Linked DNA regions of Ovis aries: region 2 is linked to region 1. A link is a contact called in public Hi-C data. All regions are on one chromosome and are shown on one strand. Each heading gives the region's core, a stretch centred on a gene start, on an enhancer-like site or on the middle of the called end of the contact. The rest is flanking DNA. Distances are from core to core; before and after follow the strand shown.

Region 1 (5,804 bases), core at 2,126-4,625:
TCCATGAAGTAAATACTCTCACCAAGGCCGATTTCAGACTACCAAGGTGATCAATCAGCTCACAGCAGTTGCACAAGCCAGGTCTAGCACACCTCTGCCCTCTGCTTCCAGCCCACACTAGTCTCGAGGACCACCATGCAACTCAGCCCTGCGTGCTTTTTCATTTTCATGAGCGTGTTTCTGTGTGTGTGCATGCATGCATCTTCCCTCTCACCAGACTGCTCCCTGAGAGCTTTAGCTTCTTTCATCTCTTTCAAAGTACCTAACACATAATAAGTGCTCAGCAAAAACTAGCTAGTACCAATGGTACTATTTGTATTATTGTAGATGTTCCCTGCATCGTTGCTTACTGCCTGAGAGGCTATTTTTGCATCCCCAACAGAAATATCCCCTAGTCTGGATTCCTATCCGGCTTCCTGTGTGGAATCTGGTAGACATAAGGTTCGGAACAAGTGAGCTCCTGTCATGTACAAGCTGAGTGATCTTGGGCAAGTCACTCAACCTCTCTGTGTCTTAGCTTCCTCATTTTGGAAAAAAAAAAAAGAAGGTAATCATATCTACCTCAGTAGACCTGTTAATGGAATTATGAAAAGTAGAGTTGTTAAAAGGATTAAATATGTTTATAATGTAAAGTGCTGGTAAGTGCCTCATAGGAGTTTGCGATTATTATTGTTGTTGCCATTGTTGTAAGCGTTCACTCTAGCTTGCTAACTGCTTGGTGGTATTCCACTTTTCCACCTAAACCGTGACCTGGGCCCTGAACTCTCCGGCCCTCCCTACCCCCCAGTGGGCGGGGCCTGGGCTGACCTGTAGTTACCCTTCTTGGAGGCGATGTGCAGCGGGAGCATGCCGTCCTTGTTGGTCTTGTTGGCGTCCGCACCCTGTGACAGCAGGAACTCCACCACCTCCTCGTGCCCGTTCTTGCAGGCCTCGTAGAGGGCGGACGCGCTGTCGCTGGCCTGTGTGTTGATGTCAGCGCCTGGAGAAGGAGAGGCAGATTGGTGAGTGATCAGGCCGGTCACTGTCCTTGATGTAACGCCCACCTCGGGCTGGGTGCTGCTGCCATAACCACCCTGACACACTGGATCACCCGGAGGACCCCCAGCCCCTTTCTGCTACACTGAGACCCTGGGCCGCCAGCCTGAACTGCCATAGTCATGCTGGGATTTACCAGCCATTTGCTCTATGCCGGGCCCTCCCTGGTGGCTCATGTGGTAAAGAATTTGCCTGCAATTCAGGAGACCTGGGTTTGATCCCTGGGTTGGGAAGATCCCCTGGAGAAGGGAATGGCAACCCACTCCAGTATTCTTGCCTGGAGAATTCCATGGATAGAGGACCCTGGCAGGCAATGGTCCATATTGTTGCAAAGAGTCAGACTCGACTGAGCGACTAAGACACACACATGGAGCTGTACATGTGCTGTCTCTTTGAGTCCACAACATATGCTAACCCCATGCCATCAGAAGCAACTTTATCTCCACGTTACAGACAAGAAAATTGAAGCACGTGTGTGTGTGTGTGCTAAGTCCTTTCAGTCAAGCCCAACTCTTGGCGACCCTATGGACTGTAGCCTGCCTGGCTCCTCTGTCTATGGGATTCTCCAAGCAAGAATACTGCGGTGGCTTGCCAGGCCCTCCTCCAGGGGATCTTCCTGATCCAGTAATCGAACCTGCATCTCTTATGTCTCTTGCACTGAAGCACAGAGAACCTCTGCAACTGGCCCCAGACCCCACAGCTCATAAGGGAAGAGCCAAAACGTGAACCTAGACGGTCTGCAGAAGCCCTGGCAGATGTTCTGATGGCATAGACAATGCTCCTAACGCTCATTCCACCTAAAACGATCCAGATCCTGCCCTGAGGAAGGCCCTCACAGTTCTAGGGGGGCACAGAGCCGCCTCATAAAGAAAAAACCCCCATACCTTTATTAATTAGGATTTATTTGCTCTTCTCTGCCTGGTGGCTCAGATGGTAAAGAATCCACCTGCAATGTGGGAGACCCCGGATCAATCCCCGGGTGGGGAAGATCCCCTGGAGGAGGGCATGGAAACCCACCCCAGTATTCTTGCCTGAAGACTCCCATGAACAGAGGAACCTGGTGGGCTACAGTCCATGGGGTCCCAAAGAGCTGGAGACGAGTGAAGTGACTGAGCATGCATGCAGCATGCCTTCCGTTTCAAAGATTAAGAGAGGAATTTATTAACAGCCATGGCTTCTGTCTCCTCTGAAAGAAACACTACACCACGCTGCCAGGAGGAGGCATCAGTCTGGCAATGGTCTCCCTTCAGCCCAATCTCCTACATTTGCTCCATCTCCTGGTGGTGATGGAGAGGGAAGGCAGGTGTTTCTCTGCAGAGAAAAGTGCAGTCTGTTCCCCAGCCCCTATTCTGATAGGAAATGGAACTGAGATAGCAGTGAAATATCAGCAAGGGCTGAAATCAGAAGCATCTGTTAAACCACAGATCCCCTCTGGGCAGTCAGCTTATCACAAGCTCTCTGATAATTTTAATATTTGATGACTGCTTTCTGGTCTAGTGGAAATATCACAGGTTTTCATGACAGACAGCAGCTGAAGTTTCTGTTTCATGCTTTACGAGCTCTATGGCCTCAAACAGCCTTTAGGAACCTCAGTTTTCTCACCTGTTGACTGAGAAAAATAGTACCTAGCAACCAGGGTTACTGTGAGGTTATCTAAGTAAGATAATGGAATTAAATATCTGCTATAGACAAAAACATGTATGTCCCCCCAAGATTCATATGAAACCTAATCCTCAGTATGATGGTGTTAGGAGGCGGAGCCTTTGAGGGGTGATTAGGTTATATGGGTGGGGCCCTCATGAATGGGATTAGTGCCCTAATAGAAGAGACCACAGAGAGCTCCCTTGCTCCTTCCCCCATGTGAGGACACAGGAAGAAGATGGATGTCTAGGAGGTAGAAACAGGCTCTCATGGGACGCTGAGTCTAATGGCACCTTGATCTTGGACTTCCCAGCCTCCAAACCTGTGAGAAATAAACCTCTGTTGTCTATAAGCCATCCAGTCTGTGGTATGCTGTGACAGCCACCTGAGTGGATTAAGACAACCTCCCTGCCCAGAGCCTGACACAGAGAGGGTGCTCAGCAGACACGAGTTCCCCCAGGACTAAGGGCTGGGACCCAGGCACTGCTCCTGCCTCCACCCGAGGGAGAGTTGGCAAGTGGCTGCAACACCCCTGAGCTCCGGAAGACTTGCTCCCCAAAAGCCTGGACCCCCGCCAGCAAAGCCGCCTGCTCACACAAGAAAAATATTTAGATTTGCAAATGGACTCAGCCCTCAACGGGAACAGACTCTGACTCAGGGTGTCAGCAGGAGAGCTGGGCAGATGTTCAGTGCTAGCCTGCTCCTCTCACCCGCGGAGCGCCTGGCCCTTTGTCCAGCCTCCTTGCCTGGCTCCCAGGACCCTGCCTGTGCTCTTTCGCCTCTGGCTGGTCAGTCCAGATTTGTCCCCAGTGGCAAGGATGTGCCCTGGGTCTGTTTTCCCAACAGCTTGGGCACGTGCTGAGTAAATGGATGCTTATTCAGGCCAAGTCCCAGGATGGAAATTCTCGAGCCCTGGGGCGGGGTGGTGGAGTGCAAAGAGCATGCAGTTTGGGGTCAGATGATGGCAGTCAGAATCCAGGCTCCGATTGTGACCAACCATTTAATCTCTCTGAGCCTCAGTCTCCTCCACTCCCTGCCTCCTAGACTACAGAGAAAACCCCTCGGGCCTATGCTGTGTTCCTGCTTAGTGCAGGACCTGTCACGCAGCAGGTCCTTGAAAGCTTCTTCCAGCTCAGCCCCCAGGTCTGGCTTGCTTCTGGTGTCTGGTTCTCTAGCGGAAAGGTCATTTCCACGGGAGTGAGAAGAGAGATCAAAAGAGTTCTCGGGGAAAATCAGAATATTATGATCTTTTTAACCGAAAGAATGTCTGCCATCATCTCAGAGTCTTCTGTTACTGGGAAGTAATAATCTGGGCAATATTATTTTATTTTATCCCATTAAGTGAACAAAGATTTTTAAGAGGCAAAGAGTACAAAGACCAGGGTCTAAATCCAAGTTCTGCCACGAATTTGTTGTGTGACTTTGGACAAATCACGTTCTCATCCTTGCCCTTGGTTTCATCACCTATAAAGTGAGTTGCTGTTCTTTAATAACAAAGTTGTGTCTGACTCTTTTGTGACCCCATAGACTGTAGCCTGCCAGGTTCCTCTGTCCATGGGATTTTCAAGCAAGAATACTAGAGTGGGTTGTCATTTCCTTCTTCATATAAAGCGAGGAGGTGACCTAAATGTTGTCTGAAGTTCCTTCTGGCCCTGAAGGGTGATGTGATGGAAAGAGAAGTTGTTGAGGTGTTGGGAGGCTAAGATTCTGGCTAGTCCATAAGTAATTTGCTGCGTGACTATTGATAGATAAGTCACTTCCTCTTTCTAGGCCTCAGATTCCTCATTTGTAAAATGAGGATGTTGGACTAGGTGAGAGAAGGCTAACATGGGGCAGGTGTACCACACCCCTCCAAGGGTGTTCCTAATTGCAGGCGTCACTGGTGGATCTCAACTTGTTTCCAGCTGAGCCTAGGCACAACCTCAGAGTCCTTCTTAACACAGCACTCCCGGAAGATGCTGTCACTCAATCAGAGTATGTCCATAGATGACACCTAAACTTGCTTTCCCTTAGAGTTAATCTGAGGTCCTTCTCAGCTGTGCTCCTTGGGAACTTCATGACCCAGGCAGGGACCCTTACTACTCACCGTGTTTGGCCAGGAATCTCAGTGCCTCCAGCTGCCCACTCTGGGCAGCCACGAACAAGGGGGTGATGCCATAGGCATTCTTGGCTTCCACCTTGGCGCCTCCGCTCACCAGGATCTCCATGACCTCCAGGTCATTGCGAGCCACAGACTCGTGCAGAGCCGTCCAGCCTCGGTTACAGCGGTGGTTGGTGTCCGCCTTGTACTGCACCAGAATCCTCACTGCCTCCACATTCTTGCGCTCACAGGCTGTGCCCAGCAAGAAGCAAGATGGTCAGCGGGGCCCCTGGCAGGACCTGGGCAGCCACGCCTTCATTCATTCATTTGTCTATCCAACCATTCATTCATCAGCCAGAAGTGAATTCATGCAACAAATATCTGCTGAGTCTCCACTAAGTTCCAGTCCCTTCACTAAACCTAGGATATACAACTATAGTAATAGTAATTAGCAATAATATCCTGATGTGTGTATAGCACTGGTTATGCGCCTGTACTCTATTCTAAGCACTTCACGTGGTTAATTTAGTTCTCCCAAACACCCTTAAAGGATGCTGTGTTGTCTCTTTTCACAGAGGAGGACAGTGAGGCACAGAGAAGTTAAGTGACTTGCCCAGGGTCACACAGTAAGTGACAGAACTGGGATTCAAATCCAGGTAGTCAGGTCTGGAGTCTCTGTCCCCTGGAAGGTTCCAGAAGGCCCCTAACTCATCTCCCTTTCCGGTGTTACCTGTTTCAGTCCTCCATGAGGCCAGAAGAAGAGGAGGGCAGTGTCACATTCCCGCTCAAAACACTTCCTCAAAGGCTGCTCAGTTAAAATTTGTCTTCTGAGTGCAGCTCATCAAGTCTTTCTCAACCTGCTCAAACCTCCCTTTTAAGCCTTATCTGGCTCTGGACTCTAAATGTACCCTTAGTGCTGGCAGAGCTGTTCCAAGGGAGACCGAGAACTTGTCCAAATTAACCACCCCTGGAAACTTCTCTGAGTCAGTTAGGGAGGTGGGGAGACGGAAGAGGGGCTTCCTAGGTGGCTCAGTGATAAAGAATCTGC
Region 2 (5,804 bases), core at 1,656-4,155, 58 kb after region 1:
ATCCTTAGCCTTGAGGGGGCTGGGGAGAGAGGGGCTGAACTCTCCATGGTTGCTGACTATCCCACCTAGGGAGATACCCAAGCTATAGCTACCCAGAATCAGGTTAAAGGAGGCAAAAAGGGGAGTCCCAGGACAAGCCAGTAGGATTTGGGAAGCTTGCAAGGTAGGGGTATCAAGGAAGATCAGCCTTGAAAGAAGGGTAAAAATAGCCCAAGTTCACCCCCCCGCCCAGGTCACCAATGCCTCTCCACCCCTTCCCCTGGGGAACTGAATCGGGGAGCAAAAGGCCCCCAGGACCTCAGGGAATCAGGCCCTCCACTCCACCCCCAGGTGAATCCTGCAATAGACAACGTCATGAGAACGGAAGCCAGCATTGTGACGTCACAGGTTGGCGATGGCTTTGTGCTCCCGGAGCTGTCGAGTGAGTCAGCCAGGCCCCTTCCTCCTCCGTGTGCTCATGGACCCCTGTCTGACACACTGGGGGCTGGAAAAGTTGACCCAGTAGACCCACCCCTTCTCACCCTGCTCCTCCCATGCACTGGCCTGGCCCAGCAGGTGCCCAGTGAATGCCACGCTTAGGGAGATCGTCTTCTTTTAGCCGTAGCTAGCAAACCAGACTTAGGTGAGTGGCCCAGGAACTCTTTGCAAGGCTGTGTTGAAACTGCCTCTTAACTAGGCCACCTTCCCAGCTTGACCGTGAGCTTATTCCATGTGTCTACCTTGGTCTAGCTCTATGGATGCTCAGAGTATATGATGTCAGTTAAATGCCTAAATGGTTGGCAGGATGGTTGGGGAGAGACAGATGACAAAGGAGCCTCCTCCCTCTGTGGGCTACTCTCTGAGCCTGCCCCAGCTCTGCCCCCTTGGACTCTTTCCTGAATTCTCTTGGAAGCCAGCACATGTTGGAAGTCCCAGGCATCTTGGTGCCCATGGGTCTTGACGGTCCCCATTATGGTGTGACAATGATGATGATGCCACTGCAGAATGGCACCTTTGGTCCCTCCAGAGCTGGAGGCACTGCTCAAAGGCCCCAGACTTTGAATTTAATAAAACTGGAGTCCAAATCAGCCCTGCTGTACATCCTCGAGCTGGTCACAGGGGTCCCCTCTGAACCTTGGTTTCCTTTTCTAGGAAGCAAGATTGGAACCTGACTTCTGAGGACCGTCAGGAGGACTGGAAGAGAAAGCTACTGCCTTGACTGTTGTCGTAGACACCCACCTCCTTCCTGCCTGGCCCACGTGGCCCCATCGTCCAGAGTCGCCCAAGGTGGTGCGGCGGCAATGCCGGCGGCCAGGGACGCAGGCCAGGAGGCTGGCCTGAGTGATTCCGGCAACAAGGACAGGGACCTGCAGGTGCTGTTCCAGGAACTCTGCCAACTGCAGGCCAAGTACGACTTGTCCCGAGCCCCGCTGTGCCCCGGGCCCCGGCCCCAGGGCCACCTGCAGTGGGCTAAGCGGCTGGGACTGAGCAAAAATGCCTGAGGGAGCAATGGAAAAATTCCTCAGGGCAAGGAAATGGCCAGGGGGTGGGGGATGCCTGGGAGTAAGTCAGGAGGGGTAGCTGAATTGTGAGTAGCGAGGGGTGGGGGCGCATAACTCTCCCTCTTTGACGTCAGGCTTTGGCTGGTCCCAGGCCCTGCACAAGCTCAGTCTCGCAGCATGAAGGCAGGGCTGTGGGTGGCCATCCCCATGCACCTGTCAACTCAGCCTTTCCAAAATCAACGTGCGAGGCTGCTGCCCTGGCTCCAAGCAGACGCCCTGGGTCCTTGCCCAGAGAGGCCCTTCATATCAGGCTGCCCATGAAAGCCTGAATTGGGTGCAAAAGGATGCATCTGTGAGTGATTTTTTGGAGAGAAGATCCAACCCATCCATCATACTCTCACAGGGCTTCCAACCCCAACAATGTTTAGCATTGTGGCTCACCCCACATGGTATTTGCAGAGGGGAAGACCATTCTTTCTTGCATTTTTCAAGATGGTGTGGATGAGAAAATAGGGTCTGAGATGCAGAGTGGCTTGCCCTGGGGCAGTCAGTGGTCACTCAAAGATACCTACCATGGCCCTGTCCCCCTCTGCCCACTGCCCTTGACTGCTGACCTTGAATGGGCCCAGAGCAGGAGACTCATCTTGCTTGGTGATGCCCTTGACTGTCAAGAATGGCTGGGCAGTCGCATGTGGCCATCTCCCCTCTGGGGGCTGCTGGGGCCCCGACCTCAGATGTGCTGGGCATCCCAGACCTGGTCCCCACCTTCCTGTGAGGAACTAGTTACCTCTGTTACACATGGCCCACCCAGGCAGAGAGGTGAAACCCCTGGCCAGATCATCGGCTAGCGGGGACTCAGGCCATCTGCCACCTGCTCAGCCTGCAGGAGGGGCTCCGTAGACCCCACGCCAGAAAGTTTCAGCCTTGCTTTTCCCCCAGGTCTCCTTTCTTATGGCCTGACCACAGGCATCTGTTTGGCCTGTCTATGACTCAGTTTACTCAGCAATAAAATGGGGGTGGAGAGACGCAGTCAGTGGCCCACTGATGGGGACAGTGACTGGTCCAGCCCAGATCCACACAGCTCCAGAGACGGGCCCTTGCCAGGGGTCACGGCCTGGGGGCCTCCACACCACGTCCTCACGTCTGGCTCACTCTACAGGCAGAGGAAGCTGAAGAGGGAGGTGGAGAAGCACAAGCTTTTTGAAGACTATCTGATCAAGGTCCTTGAGAAAATCCCCAAGGGTATGTATAGAGCTTTCGCAGAAGGCCTGTCCTCTCTGCGACCACCTCCCAGCCCGGGACGGGGGGACGTGTGACCCCAGTGAACCCCGAGCTCACCTGCTGCATGGGAACCCACAGGCCTGTTTCACCGTGGTCCAGCCAGCCTGGCCACCAGACATGAGACCTGTGTGGCAAGTCCTCAGCGTCTCTGTACAGTGAGAACAATGAGAGTTCTGTGGCCTGGATCACATTTCAGCATCATGCACTGGGTTGGCCAAAAATTCCCTCGGGTTTTCCTGTACCATCTTATGGGAAACCCCGAATGAACTTTCTGGCCACCCCCAAATCACAGTGCCTGATGTTCAGCTAGCATCCAGGAAATGTCAGCTATTGTTATTATCTCACTTGTCTTTGGTTTTGCTCTTAGAAGCTAAAATTACAGACATCTGAAATGGATTTCTGTGTTTCGTTTGATCGTGGTTTGCGCCAGAATCCACTGTGATCAGTGCTGGAAACTTGGTAGGAAAGGGAAGGGAAGTCATAGTTACATATTTGTATTGTTATCATCATATTATTATCATATTATTGTGCCATCAATAATAAAATAACTATTATTGTTTATGAAATATTTACTCTGTGCTAAGCTATAACTCCTCCTTATGAGGTTCCAGGGCTTCCCAGGTAGCTCAGTGGTAAAGAATCTGCCTGTCAAAGAAAGAGATGCAGGAGGTGCAGGTTTGATCCCTGGGTCAGGAAGGTCCCCTGGAAAAGGAAATGGCAATCCAGTATTCTTGCCCGGAGAATCCCACGGACAGTGGAGCCTGGCAGGCTACAGTCCATGAGGTTGCAAACAGTTGGATATGACTGGGTGACTGAGCAGGCATACACATAGGAGCTTCTGGGAACTGTGTTACCCAGGCTCAGAGACGTTAAGGGACTTACCCAAGGTCACCCAGCCAGGAAGTGGTGGAGCTGGGTCTCAGACTTTGGTCTATCTGATTCCAGAGCCACTGTGCTGAGTGCTCTTGAGCTGTGGGAGCTGCAAGGACTCTGCCCTGGAGGTCAGGGAAGGCTTCATGGAGGAGGGGGCCACTCATGGAGCTCAAAGTTTTTCAGCAAAGGGGACCAGCATTGCAGGCAGAGGGAACAGCACAAACGTAGGCTGGAGCCCCGTGTGGTGGGTTTGGGGCTGGTGAGTTCCAGTGTGCTGGAACACCAGGGCCTGGCAGGGGCTGCTGGGAGGTGCAATTGGAAGGTTGAGCAGAACCAGAGAGCCTTGAGCACCGAGCCAAGAAGGGGTGCAGGGCTCCGGGCCGAGCACAAGTCTTGATGTGGACCCAGCGCCCAGGGCTGCTGCCAGCAGCCTGCAAGGTTGGGGTCCTCCTAATTCAGCCATGCAATCCTGTTCAACCCACCCAGAAGGAGCAAACACCAAGGCTGGGGCCTGTTCGCTCAGGGCAGCAACGACCCCTGTCCTCTTCCTGCAGGATCCCCCAGCCAGCAGTTTCTCCTTCCGGTTCCAGGGGGTGGGGCAGGGCGTGGGGAGTCTCCTGCCTCATTTGACAGCGATCCAGAATCCTCATTCAATCCAGAATCCTTGCAGCCTTTCAAATGCTGAGGCTTCCCCTGAAGGGACAGGAGGTGGCTGATGGAGCCTTCTCAACTCTAGGGCTCCAGCTGACAGCAGCAGTCCCCCTGCCACCCACCTTGCGAGCATCACTGCAGGGGGCTGGTAAGCGCTGGACATTCTGTGCCCACCCATCCTGCCACGCACTGTCTCCATAGGCTACAGCCAAGGGGAGGAGCCGGAGGAAACCCCGGTGGCGGCCATGGTGGAGCACTACGGGAAGCTCTTCGCAGTCAGCCAGGACATCCAGAAGCGTCTCGAGGCCTTCCTCGAGATGAACCAGGCCGTCCACAAGAGTCTGGAGTCTCTAGAGGAGGGCCACAGGGCTCTGATCCCGGTAACAGCTGCCTGAAGCCTGGCCCATCCCCCTGGGCAGAGAACTGGGGTGTAGGCACCCACCGCCTTCTGCACCCCAGGAGGCTTGGAGCAGGGGTGGGCTGCTGGGAATCTGGGTGGGGCTGTCACTCCAGAGCCTTGTTCTGAATCCCTTTCCCTCCACTTCTGCTGGGTATCTCCCCTGGAAAACTCAGCTTATACTTAAAAAGTAATCTTTGTGGTAGAAAAGTCAGGAGTGCTAGATTCAGACAGACTGAGGTTCAAATTCCCCTTCAGCCTCTGACTAGCTGCATGACCCTGGGCACAACCCTCTCTGAGCCTCAGTTTCTTCAACTGTGAAATGGGGGCAATACAACCTAGCTGGTAGGCAGTTGTGAGACACCGAACAGAAACTGTCTCAGAGTAAATGCCCCCAGAGGTTATCTCTCTGATATTTGGTTTATCTTCTAATAAATTCAACTTTCACCCCAAGGGATGGGCATTCCATGCAGAAGAAACTTCCCGGAAAAGGCATGGCATGATGAATTTTTGTGCTGCAGCTGGGGCTTGGGGACACGAGAGGACAGAGGATAGGGATGTGGAGAGGGAGAAAATAGGAAAAGAGAGGCTGACGGGTTGGTTGATTCTTGCAAGGACCTGGCTTGGAGTTTGCAGCCAGTCTCTGCCCCCTAGTGGTAGCACTGAAAACCTACACCATCTTTTATCTTTTTTTTTTTTTTTCCTTTGAGGAAGTTCAGTTCAGTTCAGTTGCTCAGTCGTGTCCACTCTTTGTGACCCCATGGACTGCAGCACACCAGGCCTCCCTGTCCATCACCAGCTCTGGAGTTTACCCAAACTCATGTCCATTGAGTCGGTGATGCCATCCATGTCATCGTCGTCCCCTTCTCCTCCTGCCCCCAATCCCTCCCAACATCAGGGTGTTTTCCGATTAGTCAACTCTTCATATGAGGTGGCCAAAGTATCGACATTTCAGCTTCAGCATCAGTACTTCCAGTGAACACCCAGGACTGATTTCCTTTAGGATGGACTGGTTGGATCTCCTTGCAGTCCAAGGGACTCTCAAGAGTCTTTTCCAACACCACAGTTCAAAAGCATCAATTCTTCGGCGCTCAGCTTTCTTCACAGTCCAACTCTCACGT

The links. Hi-C and Micro-C count contacts between places; a contact is called where the count stands out from the background.
Region 2: a Hi-C map of mixed tissues shows a contact between it and region 1, with 2.8 times the contacts expected there. The contact joins two enhancer-like sites. A contact is called at or near these places in 14 of 16 Hi-C or Micro-C datasets (blood, hypothalamus, liver and 6 more).

Annotation. Positions count from the first base shown.
Region 1 is chr18:56,330,641-56,336,444 of ARS-UI_Ramb_v3.0, forward strand. It overlaps ASB2 (ankyrin repeat and SOCS box containing 2), which reads right to left. Exons shown (of 10, transcript XM_027957345.3): 6 at 4,763-5,008; 7 at 808-979. Among named protein-coding and RNA genes, the nearest start is that of FAM181A, 24 kb to the left of the region's middle. Within about 2 kb of position 3,376, at least 4 of the 54 cell types and tissues checked have an H3K27ac peak or open chromatin away from gene starts, as enhancers often do.
Region 2 is chr18:56,389,221-56,395,024 of ARS-UI_Ramb_v3.0, forward strand. CCDC197 (coiled-coil domain containing 197) reads left to right here. Exons shown (of 8, transcript XM_027957348.2): 2 at 1,132-1,387; 3 at 2,641-2,723; 4 at 4,488-4,666. The coding sequence starts at 1,281. Among named protein-coding and RNA genes, the nearest start is that of CCDC197, 27 kb to the left of the region's middle. Within about 2 kb of position 2,906, at least 6 of the 54 cell types and tissues checked have an H3K27ac peak or open chromatin away from gene starts, as enhancers often do.